Linked DNA regions of Drosophila melanogaster: region 2 is linked to region 1. Evidence: chromatin contacts called from public Hi-C data. All regions are on one chromosome and are shown on one strand. Each heading gives the region's core, a stretch centred on a gene start, on an enhancer-like site or on the middle of the called end of the contact. The rest is flanking DNA. Distances are from core to core; before and after follow the strand shown.

Region 1 (6,354 bases), core at 2,272-4,771:
GAGAAATTAACAAATCTATGCATTGTCCAGCGCGATGAAGTAGGAAATATCCTCCGGACTGTCTTCGGTGGTCAGGTACACGATCTCCTCGTAAACGTTTTCTTCGGCAGTTGTATATTCTATCATTTCAAAGCCGGGATCTATTTGAACCACCTCGTCGATCTCCACTAGATTGATCTCTTCCAGTCCGTTTTGCTTATCTATATCCTGTATATCCTCCACAACATCTGGCTCTTCCATAACATCCATATCAAGCTCCTCCACAAAATTTCTCTCCTCTCTGTGATCAATCTCCTCCAGCTCATTTTCCGCTTCCAAGTATTCTACTGGCTCAAGAGCTTCAGTTTCCTCCAGACCATCAAGGTCAGCTTGAATCTTGGCCAGATGCCTTGCCGATCGCATGTGCCGAACGAAGCAGAATCTCCTGGCCGTTCTGTATTCGCAGGGCTTGCACTCCAGGGTGCACCTGCACTCCTTCTTGTAGGCGAGGTATTCGTCCTCGGTCTCCCCAGACTCCCCAGATAGCTCCACCATCTGTTCCTGCTCCTGGGGCAGATACTGTATGTATTCATTAGCCTCCAGCTGGCTTTGCACGACCTCGATGTTCGCCTGGCTTTTTGCTTGCATCTCGAATTGAGATTTTCGAGTGGTGCTGTAGTCACACGGCGTGCACGTGGTCAGGATGTCTTCCGTGTATCGTGTTTTCTCCGCATCCGCGGGCGCTGGCTCCTCTACTCTTTTTATGCGTTTTACCGCCGGTTCCGCCCTCTCGGCCTCGTCCATCAGCTTCTCGCACTCCTCCTGCTCCTTCATTATGTGGCGCCTCGACTCCTTGTGCCGGTCGAAGCAATACCGTTTGGCGGTCTTGTAGCCGCAGACGTTGCACGAGAACAGTGACGATTCCACCTCAGACTCGGAGTCAGAGCAGGACTCCAGCAGCATGTGCTTTTGCGACCGCCTGTGGCGCCTCAAGTCTCTTCTCCGGTCCGTGGAGTAAGTGCAGCCGTTTATGTTGCAAGTCAGTCGCTTTATCTTCACCGCCTTGACTTGCTCCTCCTTTCTGGGCGCTTGTTTTAGGTGCAAGTCTGTAAAAAGCGAAATCAATCGTAGTTCAGCCGGCATTTAGGTATTCATTGGTACTCACATTCCATTTCGTCCTCGTAGATGAAATCTAGAGCCTCTATCGTCAGTGTTTCCGTTCTCTGGCATGTCTGCGACATATTTCCCTCGTTTGGTCTGCGTTCTTTTAATAATAACTAAACAAATCAACAATTATTTGATGGTACCAACATTATTTAGCTTGAAAATGTAGAATGCACGCGAGAATTTACGAATTTGGGAATTTAGTATTTTTCAGGCGGCATGTTGGATCTTATTTCCGTGCACCTTAGGAATTATGTTTATTTCATTTTAAAAGTACCCATCAGTGTTTTCGTATGAGTGAAAAGTTAGTAATTTTTAATTTTAATTTTAAATTAGTAACAAGACGACTTGTTAAATTCGGGACAAGAGTCACCCTGTGATGAACCACTTGTTACATGCAGATGCAGCCGGTGACCTCCTCTGGTCACACTGTCCATTTTTAATTTTTTGTAATAGTAGAGTTTTTTTTATAACATTTTATCCGTCTTTTATGCAATATATTTAATTATTATTAGTAAGAGGCAATCCCACACAAACATGCAATCAGTACTCACCCGCTCGTTATGCATTGGTAAGACAAACTGATGTGTGGACTTTGAGCCCCAGCCATTTAAATGTTTTCTATAAGCAAGATCCTAAACCAGATATTGATATTCAGCCCGCAGATCTTTAAATGCTCGTCAAATTGCCTCATTGTCGGCGCTTTCGGAGACGCACCAGATGCTGCAGAAGTCCTGCCGGGACTTTGCCAACAATGAGCTCAGTGGAAACGCAGCCAAGTTCGATCGGGAGCACCTGTATCCAGAGAAACAGATCCGCCAGATGGGCGAACTGGGCGTGATGGCAGTAGCGATTCCCGAGGAGCTGGGTAATTAATATTACGCCCACCTCAGCCCTCCTTATAGTATCTCATTGTATCTCTTTATTGTTAATCAGGCGGCACTGGACTGGATTATGTGGCCTACGCCATTGCCATGGAGGAAATCTCAAGGGGCTGTGCCTCTGCTGGCGTCATCATGTCGGTGAACAACTCCCTGTATCTGGGACCGCTTCTCTCTTTCGGAAACGATGCCCAGAAGAAGGACTACATCACACCGTTTACCACCGGCGAACGAGTGGGCTGCTTCGCGCTCTCTGAACCTGGAAACGGATCCGATGCTGGAGCTGCTTCCACCATAGCAACCGACAAGGGAGATCACTTCGTGCTGAATGGCACCAAGGCCTGGATCACAAATGCCTTCGAGGCGGAGGCAGCCATTGTGTTCGCCACCACCAACAAGCAGCTGAAGCACAAGGGCATCTCCGCATTCATTGTGCCCAAGGCTACCAAGGGCTTCTCGCTGGGCAAAAAGGAGGATAAGCTGGGCATCCGGGGATCTTCGACGTGCCAGCTAATTTTCGAGGACTGCGTGGTGCCCAAGGAGAACATGCTGGGCGAGCCGGGTTTCGGTTTCAAGATTGCCATGCAGACGCTGGACGCCGGCCGCATAGGAATCGCTGGCCAGGCGCTGGGCATTGGTCAGGCTGCCCTCGAATTGGCCGTGGACTACGCCCAGAAGCGACAGGCCTTCGGCAAGCCCATTGCCAAGCTCCAGTCCATCCAGCAAAAGATCGCGGACATGTCGTTGGCCATGGAGTCGGCACGTCTGCTCACCTGGCGCGCCGCCTGGCTGAAGGACCAAAAGCAGCCCTACACCAAAGAAGCTGCAATGGCCAAGCTGGCTGCCTCGGAGGCGGCCACCTTGTGCTCCCACCAGTGTATCCAGATCCTGGGCGGAATGGGCTACGTGACCGACATGGCGGCCGAGCGTCATTACAGGGACGCCCGCATCACTGAGATCTACGAGGGCACCTCCGAAATCCAGCGACTGGTGATCGCGGGCTCCATTCTAAAGGAATATGCTAGTTAAGATCAAAGTTATATATCCGTACTACTTGTGTCTCGTTTAATAAAGAACGTTTTTAATATACTATTTTGCTAGTTCTATTGAGTTGTATAATTGTTTATAATAGATAGAAATACATGAAAAAAACACCTACAACATTTTAATTCTTTAGAAAAAGTTAGCAAAACAATAAATCTTCGTTCAAAAAGTAAAGTAAAATAAGTGAAACTCTTGACTACTTTTTAGACGTTGCATATTTGTAAATTAATTAAAATAATGAACCTTAAGTGCTTTTAAAATATATTTATAAACAAAGCTTATTATTTTATATGCCTAATTATATTATATCTTTTAAACCAAATTTTAAATGACTCAAAAAAATGGGAACTTGGCGCCAAAACTGCAGCAAGGCTTTGTCGGTTAGCATATTTGTGTGGTATTTTTGTGACTTCATTCGGTATATTGCTGGTAGCTGTGCAGCGGTCACACAGCAAAAGCAAAAAGTTTCTTTATTTATTTGATAATTATTCGTTACGCGGTAATTAACGCGATGCAAGTGCAGCAGGAACGTGGTAATGAGAGTTTTTGCCACTGAGCTGCGCGTGTCGGCCGTCCAGAAAGTGCAGAAATCGCGTGAAGTGCGCGAAATCCGTCCAAGAGCAGAAAAGTGCCAAGAATAGCTGCGATGGAAACAGCGATGGATGTGGTGTGTGTAATGGATACGGCGGTGGGCGACCATCTGGAGGACCGCCAGTGTGCGCTGGAGGAGATCAAGCAGGCAGTGCAGTCGGCGGGCGCCAACTTTCAGCGGGTTCAGGTGCGCCAGCTTGGTTATACAATGGCATATGGGTGATTTGACTTACATCCCCCCCACTTGGCATCCTTGCAGTTCGAGCGCCTGGACTTCGGCGAGACGAATGTGCTGGAGACGTTTTACAACGCCGATGTGGCCATTATCGACCTGAGCATTCTCACCCAGCAGCGGCCGCTTTCCTATCACTACGGCGTTAGGGAGAGCTTCGGGATGAAGGAGAACATCCTCACCTACAACGACATCGATTCCAAGCAGACGCTCAGTCTCAAGGTGCGTTCGGAAGTGTTTACCTGGCCGGGCGTGCCTGGCAAACATCTGCGTTCGTGATCGGGAATCCGCTTCCGATAAGATAAATGCTATGACCAGCAACTGCGTGGACTCCTGGACTAGTTGTTCTTGCTGATCTTTCTACAGTCGAGCTTCCACAACGCGAACTGAGTTTATAACAAGTCTCTAACCTAGGTGCTTAGACACCTCTTTCTGGAAAATGACTAAAAATTATTCTATCTACTAGTCTTCCTTTAGCAAATTGCAAAAGAAACCGAAAAACTTCCTCTTTCCAGAGGTTAATAACTAAAACCTCTTTCCCATATGGCAGCCAATAATTTGAACTATGGAAGTTCGACTGTATTTCCGTCGAATCGTTTTCGTTATTTTTGTTTTGGCTGCGGCCATAAAGCAACAAAAGCATTGGCCCAGCAATAACAATAACAAATGCGAGCACGCCCACGCAAACACTCAAAGAGGCACGCACACACTAACAGCACGGTGTACACCAACGCAGCGTGGCCTGCATTCACAGTGGCGGTCATTAAATTAGGTACACTCTACTCCCCTTGCAGCTCTCGTGTGCCAACTACCTGTTTCTCAGCTACAAGCGGAATGCGGAGACCAATTCCTGCCACCTGACCAGCCAGCCCAACAGCGGCAACAACAGCAAGGAACCCAATGCCGAAGGACGAGTGCCCACTTTGCAGTGGCGCCTCAAGCGAAAGCTGCAAGATGTTGAGATCCAGTCGAAGTGAGTACAATCTAGGGAGTCCCCTTTTGCAGTAAGTCATGCACGGTGATTGCATATCGGAACACTATTTATAACATCCCCTGCGGCAGATTGGCTGCAAAAGTCACGCCCTGCATCTAAAATGAATCAGACCGATTTATTGTGTTGGCCTTGGAATTGCATATAAAATATCAATAATCGCTGAAAATTCTTAAGTCTCTTTATAGTATCATAATTGTCCTTTCAATTTAAATTACTTCGAACTTTAGTGATACTACTACGGGTTAACAAGTAATGAAATGAAAGTAATTGAAATCTTAAATTTGGTGTACCAGATAGATGCTAAGTTAATTAGTCTTTCAGCCAGAGCACGAAACACTGTTCCTATTATGCATTATTTGTGTACCTAAAAACTAAACGAAGCTATTTTCGGTTATTTACAGAGCCCACATGCGTGAGAAATTTCTGAGTGACATGCGAACGGCGCGGGACACGTACGCCACCAACGGCGCCAAGCTGCAGAGTATATTGCACGAGATGCGAAAGCGGCTGGACGATCCGCATGTCCTGTCTGGCGAAGTGGTACACAGTTTCATGTGCTCGCTGAGGGATGTGCAGGACTACGATGCCATGGTGCGACTGGTCAATGACCTGAAGAACATACCCAACACCCGGAAGTACGTGGAGACGGGCAACATGAGTTTCCTGTACGCCTTCGCCCTGAACCGAAGAAATCGAAAGGGAGACCGTGAAAAGGCTCTGGAATCTTCGCTGAAGGCGCTGGAAAAGAAGGAGAACCACTTTCCGGACATGCTCTGCCTGTGCGGCCGCATCTACAAGGACATCTTTGTGGAATCCGACTACACGGACGCCACCAGTTTGGCGCACGCCATCAAGTGGTACCGCCAAAGCTTTGAGGTGCAGCCGAATGAGTATGCAGGCATCAATCTGGCTACTCTGCTGGTTATCGAGGGCAAGGAGTTTACCAATACGGAGGAGTTGCAGCACATCGGCATGACCTTAAACAATTTAATCGGTAAAAAGGGCAGCCTATCCTCGCTGAGTGAGTATTGGGATGTGGCCACCTTCTTTGAGATCTCCGTTTTGGCCAACGACTACGCCAAGGCGATTCAAGCTGCCGAGTGCATGTTCAAGCTAAAGCCACCCAACTGGTATCTGAAGTCGACCATCGGAAATATCTCTCTTATACATCGATTTCGAAAGAAGCCCGAGGAACGCCAGCCGCCCATCGAGGAGCAGGTGTTCCAGTTCTGGATGGACTTCTTTCTGGAGGCCACCAACACCGAGGAGGTTAAGAACAGCATTCGCTTTCCGATTCTGGTTGGTACCCCTGATCTGCAGTTTAAGCTTTATTATTAACTCAAAACAAATTCCAGATCCTCGAGCCTCAGAAGATTTATATGCCCAGTTATGTGACTATAAACATGGATGCGGATGAGAAGTCCATTCAGATTGTGAACATCTGTTTGGCTCACGCAAAGAATGCGTGT
Region 2 (7,000 bases), core at 345-2,844, 760 kb after region 1:
TGCGCTCGCCGAGGCTGAGGATGCCGAAGTACGGCTGGACCTCACTGAGTCGCTTCGTTTCGTCGGTGTAAGGTTCGATGTTGAAGGTCGAGATGCCGTACACCTGGTACTCGCAGGCCTCTTTGATCACATAGCCCAGTGGCATCTGTTTGGCCTGGTTGACCATCTCCACCTTGATTACCTGGATGGTGTTGGCCGGATTGACCCTGAGCTCCAGCAGGAATCCATTGGGCAACAGGCAGATTAGGTCCACCCAGTTCAGCATCTCGTTTTTCCACAGGTTAACCGAAAAGCGCATGCAGGGCGGCTCCGCTTCTTCCGGCGGTGTCTCATACTTGGGCTGGTGGGCCACGTAGGCCAACGCCCGGTTGTCCATCATGTTCATGACTATTTGATCTTCAAGTTCGGATTTTGGATCTGGTGCCTCGGATCTTGAGGATCACCAGCTCCTCCTAATTAGACTTTTCAATGGCCTCTTTCAGGCTACGGAGGCTAGTTGTCCCGCATTTCGCTGGTTACCTTATCAACAGATTGTTGTTTTCAAAGTTTTCCATTTAAATCAGCACGCCAATCTCTCTGCGAATAAATAAGAAGGTGGCGCCGGGTTACTTGAAAGAAAACATATGGCGATATATGTACCGATAATTGTTTTGGTGTCGAATTACGGAAATTACTAAAAATCAACCGCCCACCCGTTGATAAGAAGGCGACCCCTTCCCTTGGCTTTGCCCTCGAGATGATCAGAGATCTGGATAACATCCATTGATGCACTGTAAAACTGAGTTGGTTCTAACCGCCCTTTACCACATGGGATAAAATAGAAAAGCAGCCTCTAAAATCGTCGGTTCTTGTTAATTAAAACAAAAACGCTGACTTTTATTTAGTATGAATCACACAGTCATAAGTTGTTGGCTGGGGGTGGGAGGGGTCAACTTGAAAACAAAAACAAGAATTCAGGGTCAGCCAAGGCGACCTATGAATGCCCTTACGTGTTTTTTTTTGCAATTTTAGGCAGTTGAATGACTGAAGTAAGCAGGATTTATAACGAATTCGATATGGCCGTTGAAAGAAAAGTTTCCATAATGAAAATCTAAGCCATTAAGGCATATTTCAGAGCCAAATGTTCAAATTCCGTGACCGAACGGGTGGAGTTGATACCGCGGAAAGGGTATAAAAAAGTTACGCGGCACCGATGTCTCATCTCTAAGTCGCGATGCCACAAAAATGGAAATTGCAGACAGTCAGAAAAGTCTTGAAAAGCACACGGATTGGCAAGTTTTCATCGAAGTTTCACTTGCATTGTGGCGCAGCTCGTTTGTTTTTGTTTTTTGCTTCCATTTTGGCCAGCCCTCGCCTTTATAGCGATTTTTTTTTGGGTGTGAGCTGCGCAGTTTACGCTGCTCCTTACTTGATTCTCTGCACCGGCACCTTCAGTTGGCCTCTGTCGGCCATTCCGCGGTATTGTTATTTTTCAAACGCACCGTGCAATCGGCTCAAATTTGTGTTCGATTAAGGAATATTAAATTGTTTTTATTTGTATTGTTGAGATCGTGCTGTTAAGCGTCTGTTAACGAACACAGGGTGACTCCTGTTGAACACAGGGCGTTCTAGGCTGGCGCTGGTTAATATCGATAGTGTTTCATTCGATTGTTATATCGATATAGGTTACAGTTGGCATCAGTATTTATAAAATATACACAAATACACGGTGCTAATAAATTCTTGTTCGTAAACAGTCATAACAGGAAATTGCATGTTAAAAAAAAAATAAATAAAAATAATTAACAGTTCCTAAGAATCAAATTCTTTTAGATAAAATCATAGCATACAAAATAAAATTCAACAAAAAGTAACAGTCGATAGTGATTCACTGCTTAACTGATTTAAATAATATCGATATTACTGTTGTTGAGTTGACAAGCAGTGCAAAGTAACAGAAACGATGACCACCTTATCGCGTTTTGGTATTTATATATGTATGCTATCAGAAATGAGATATTTCAGCATCAGTTGGGATTTCAAATATTTCACTTGGGAACAAATTTTTAGATGTGTATGAATAAAAATAATAAATGCGTCTTCCAAATACTTGTTCGGCCTTGTTAAATTAATTTTAATTTATAAATTTAAGCCAATGGACATAAAAATCAATGATTTTGGGTAGATTATGATTTAGTTATTAAGCTGGCTTTAATCTTTGGAGAAAAGTACGAAGCCCCCTGCGTGCGACACTGATTAACAGCATTCACTTGCGATATTTCGGTCACACAGAGCGCTTAACAGCATATCGTGCCAAAATGAGGAGATATATTCTAAAACAGTAAGAGGTTACACTGTTTGTTGACAAAAAGGTAAACAAAGTGAAAATTTCGCAAAATGTGCAAAATAATTAAGTAAGGGTCAGTAAAAGGTGCTACTGGTTAATCGGACCATAACAACTACCCATTTAACACATACCATGCATGACTTGGATATCTCGTGAAGTACACAAACCAAAACAATGAGCGACTCCGACGAAGGTGAGATAACACAACTTTTAGTGAAATTATGCACAATATGCTAGTTTTGCGCAAATTTAGTCAGAGTGCAAATGAGCATTATACGCTTGACTATGCAAATTACCTAAGTGGTGCAATTAAAACTTCAACCAGTTGTTATTGGTTTTTCAACAACACCAGCAAGGGCACAGGGTGACATTGGTGCAATGGAAGTGGGCGCGCAAAAACTTTTTTCAAACAGCCACCCCCCACAGAAGCAACTGGTGCAACCACTGGACCATCCGACACCCACGAAGAGACAAATCAAAACAAATGCCACGCACTCACCCAATGCCACATTCTTGAACAAGTGCAACAGTTGCCGCGCTTCTTGGGCTCCGACTTGCGCAGTGCGACATAAAACGGCCTGGATCAATGACCACAAAAACGTGGCCATCGATTTTCCGCAGTTCAGTTTTTGCTAGCGGCGCGTTCGGTCATCATACCGATGCCAATTAATTTTTGGGGCTTATTCGCACCGATTTGGGTTACATAATGTCATGGAAATTCAGCATGGAACATCCCAAAACTGGAACTGAAACAGCTCTGGAAGCCTGTGACTACTTCGTGGATGAGGTCATTGAGGCATCCTCAATACGGGGTGGGAATTGGTTTATTCCAAAGGTGCTGTGTATTAGTTAACCAAGCAAAACTTATCTTTCACAGATGCCCGCGAGGAAGTGCGTCAGATCAAGCACGGGGAGCTGCGAACGGCAGTGATCTCTGGCGATGAGCGGACTGTGCGGGTGCTGCTGGCAGCTCTTGGAACTGAGCGTCAGATTATAGTCAATATGGCTCCTTCAGGAGCAAACACCCTTCTATTCCTGTGAGAAAAAGTCTTTTAGAATTAGTCCATTTTGAGCCAAACTAATATCGGTCTCGTTTTAGAGCCTGCCAGTCTGGTTACGAGAGCATTACACAGCGATTGCTGGATGCTGGAGCGGATGGTCGCTCCCATGCCGTGACCAAGTACTCACCCTTGTACGCCGCCGTCCATAGCGGTCACTTGGGCATTGCCCGACTGATGCTAGACCATTTTCCAGAACTGATCCAGCAGCCGACTGTAGAGCGCTGGCTGCCGCTGCACGCCGCCTGCATCAATGGACACATCAAGCTGCTGGAACTCCTTATCAGCTACAGTTATCCCGACTACCTCTACCAGACATATCGCGACGAGGAGGGCCAGTGGGAATGGCGGCTCCCCTTCGACGCTAACGCTCATGATGTGACGGGTCAGACGAGTCTGTATATTGCCAGCATCCTAGGAAACAAGCAGCTGGTTGGTGTGCTTCTAAAGTGGCAGCTCCATTGCCGGCGTACGTTGGGCGATTCCGCCAGCTCGGTGAGCACTCCTATTACGCCCACCAGGAAACGTATTTCATTTGGCATTCAGGCTATCATGTCCAAACTGCACATATCTGGAGAGTCAGAAGGACCCGACGACCTAGCTTCACAAGAGTCAACCGAGTGCCAACGGTGTCCCATTAACGTGAATCTGCTATGTGGAGCGGCGAGAGAAACAGCTCTGCTTGCGGCCGTTCGAGGCGGCCACCTAGACGTGGTGCAGTCTCTGCTACAGCACGGCGCAAATCCGAATATTGTAGCCAAGCCAGTTGAGGATCACAACGACCCGAAATGTTGCGAGGAAATATATGGGCTCAGTAATGTCCCCATTGCAGAGGCCTGCAAGCAAAGGTCGCTGGCTATGTTGGATCTCTTGCTTAAGCATGGAGCCCGCGACGATAATGGCACGGCCATTGGAATGGCTATTACATGCGGCGACGAGGCCATCCTGAGTCGTCTTTTGGCCCGACGAGTCCATCCGGACTCAGACTACAAGATCAACAAGAAGGGTCTTCCCACACCAGTGGAGGTGAACGTGTTTTTGCCGTCCACCAGCAACATATCTTACAGTGCTATGTTCCCCAACAATCCAACCATTATTGACTGGCACAGCATGGGCTCCAGTGTCCAGTTGTCTGTTGTAAGGGTTCCCTGGATGGTCAGCGGTGTGTTGCTGCTGAATCCTAAGCTACAGTCGCATCCGCGACTTAATGAGGTTGCTCTGACAGCTATCACGCGAATAGATTTCTCGCACAACGTTCTCACGTCAATTCCACAGGAGCTTTTCCATTTGGTTAGCCTAAGGTTAGTAAAGACAAAGTAATAAGTTTTTCAAGAATTATATTAGTCCTTCATTTAAGGTATTTAAATGTGGCGCAAAACAAGATAACCGATCTACCTGCACCAATAGGCCAGACATATGGGTGTCCGGTACTGGATGAACTCTTTCTACAAGACAACCAGTTAACTACGCTGCCAGCCGCCATCTTTCACCTGCCCGCCCTATCTATATTGGATGTTTCAAATAACAAACTGCAACAGCTTCCCTTCGACCTGTGGCGTGCACCCAAGTTGCGCGAACTTAATGTGGCCTTCAACCTATTGCGGGATCTTCCTGTGCCGCCAATGCAAACTAGCAGTTCGCTGCTGAGCCTAGACAAATTGAATCTGCAATCTTTTGAGGAGCCGCCATCAAACAAACCGCGAAATGTGACTCAGCAACGTCTCACCCATCGCAATCTATGGTCGGCTACTTTGGACATAACCGATAATGACATGAAGTGGCAGCATGAACAAGATTTAGGCGATGGAAAGACAGCTGGTGTGGGCTCCTCCCAGCTAAGTAGCTTAAATATAGCAAATAACCTCTTCACCAGTATCCCCGCTGCTTTGCCCTGTCTGGCTGTAAACCTAACACGGCTGAATATGTCATACAACAGTCTGCGTTCTATGGGACATGTAACCAGTTACCCGGCAACACTTAAGCAGTTGGATCTAAGTCACAACGAGATATCCTGCTGGCCAAGTTTACCGCGAATTACTGAATCGGATCCGCATCTACTGTGCTACAGTTGTGTCCAGCTACCAGAGGGTCGAGATGACGACTACAAGACGGCCTCCTCAAAGGGCAGTAGCTCGTCTGCCACATCGTTTCGCGCTTCGGTGTTAAAAAGTGTTTGTCGGCACAGGCGTCATCTGCGCCTGGAGGCTCTACGCACATTGATCTTGGCTGACAATCTGCTTACGCGCATCCAACTATCAACTGATGACGCCACAACCCTTTTCAATGAAAGTGAGGACGCCGATTGGAGTGTGGTAGGCGTGAACCGGTCTAAGGTGATATTTCCCAACCTGTCTATGCTGGATATGACCAACAATTGCCTGAAGGAGATTCCCGCCTCGTTGCACGAACTGAGCAGTCTGTCAGTGCTGAATATTAGTGGCAACGTCAACATCACGGAACTGCCGCCGCACTTGGGACTGCTGTCGAGACTTTGGAATCTTAATACGCGCGGTTGCCTACTGCAGGAGCCACTGCGCTCTATGATCGAGAGCAAGAAGCACAAGACGATGGACATTGTTGGATATCTTAAATCTATTTACGAAGATGCTCAGCCCTACGCACGGATGAAACTGATGGTGGTTGGTGTGGCTGGAATTGGCAAGAGCACTCTGCTGGACTTACTGCGCCAGGGGGCGGGCTCAGGGTCCAGCTCCAGCTCTCATCGATCGCGCGCCAGCGAAAATCATTGGGCCAAGCGAATGGGACACGCACGCAGCACATCTCGATCTCATCGCCATTCGTCGGCTTCTAGCGCAAACATTTCTACAGTAGGAGTGGACATTGGAACATGGATATGTGAGAAACGAAAGCGAGCACCCGGCTCCCACGGCCCAGTGGTGTTTCGTACTTGGGATTTTGGTGGTCAGAAGGAGTACTACGCCACACATCAGTACTTTTTGTCCAAACGGAGTCTGTATTTGGTGCTCTGGCGCATTAGCGACGGTCACAAGGGTCTGGCGGAGTTGCTGCAGTGGCTTGGCAACATTCAAGCGAGGGCTCCCAACTCCCCCGTAATCATTGTGGGCACACACTTTGATGCCGTTGGTGAATCCATCTCGCCCCAAAAGGCAGAGCAACTGCAGCAATTGATTCGGGAGAAGTTTATCGCCATTCCCGATGCGGAAAAAATTGGGCTGCCACGGGTGATTGATTCCATCGAAATAAGTTGCCGGTAAGTTTTTGAATTATTAATATGACTTCAAAGTCTAAAAAATACCGCTTTGAACTTTAGGACCCTACACAATATCCACTTATTGGCCAACATTATTTACGACACCGCCATGCAACTGCGATCCCCTGGTTCCAAGGAGCCCATGCTACTGCAAAAGATCCCCGCCAGCTACATTGCCTTGGAGGATATTGTGAATGTGATTGCATGCAATCTGCGCGCTGCTGGGCGAGATCCCGTCCTGGATGGTGAACAATATAAGCGCTTGGTCACCGAACAGATGAGATTGCACAACTACAAGAGCTTCCGGGATGCCGCTGAGCTGCAGCAGGCCACTACATGGTGCCACGAAAATGGAGTTTTATTGCACTATGATGATGCTACGCT

The links. Hi-C and Micro-C count contacts between places; a contact is called where the count stands out from the background.
Region 2: a Hi-C map of the Kc167 cell line shows a contact between it and region 1, with 2.5 times the contacts expected there. The contact joins the promoter of Pi3K92E here to the promoter of Ask1 in region 1. A contact is called at or near these places in 12 of 107 Hi-C or Micro-C datasets (the Kc167 cell line, the ML-DmBG3-c2 cell line, the S2 cell line and 2 more).

Annotation. Positions count from the first base shown.
Region 1 is chr3R:19,876,198-19,882,551 of dm6, forward strand. It overlaps Ask1 (Apoptotic signal-regulating kinase 1), which reads left to right and starts at 3,522. Exons shown (of 9, transcript NM_206518.2): 1 at 3,522-3,846; 2 at 3,919-4,864; 3 at 5,287-6,184; 4 at 6,241-6,354. The coding sequence starts at 5,294. It overlaps Arc42 (Activator-recruited cofactor subunit 42), which reads left to right and starts at 1,540. Exons shown (of 3, transcript NM_142583.3): 1 at 1,540-1,714; 2 at 1,802-2,011; 3 at 2,080-3,112. The coding sequence starts at 1,681. The coding sequence ends at 3,053. It overlaps CG17186, which reads right to left and starts at 1,317. Exons shown (of 2, transcript NM_142582.3): 1 at 1,145-1,317; 2 at 1-1,085. The coding sequence starts at 1,220. The coding sequence ends at 16.
Region 2 is chr3R:20,633,138-20,640,137 of dm6, forward strand. It overlaps Pi3K92E (Phosphatidylinositol 3-kinase 92E), which reads right to left and starts at 1,595. Exons shown (of 8, transcript NM_169910.2): 1 at 1,482-1,595; 2 at 1-576. The coding sequence starts at 385. Lrrk (Leucine-rich repeat kinase) reads left to right here and starts at 2,343. Exons shown (of 12, transcript NM_001275843.1): 1 at 2,343-2,519; 2 at 2,679-2,951; 3 at 3,204-3,363; 4 at 3,426-4,685; 5 at 4,742-6,616; 6 at 6,677-7,000. The coding sequence starts at 2,501.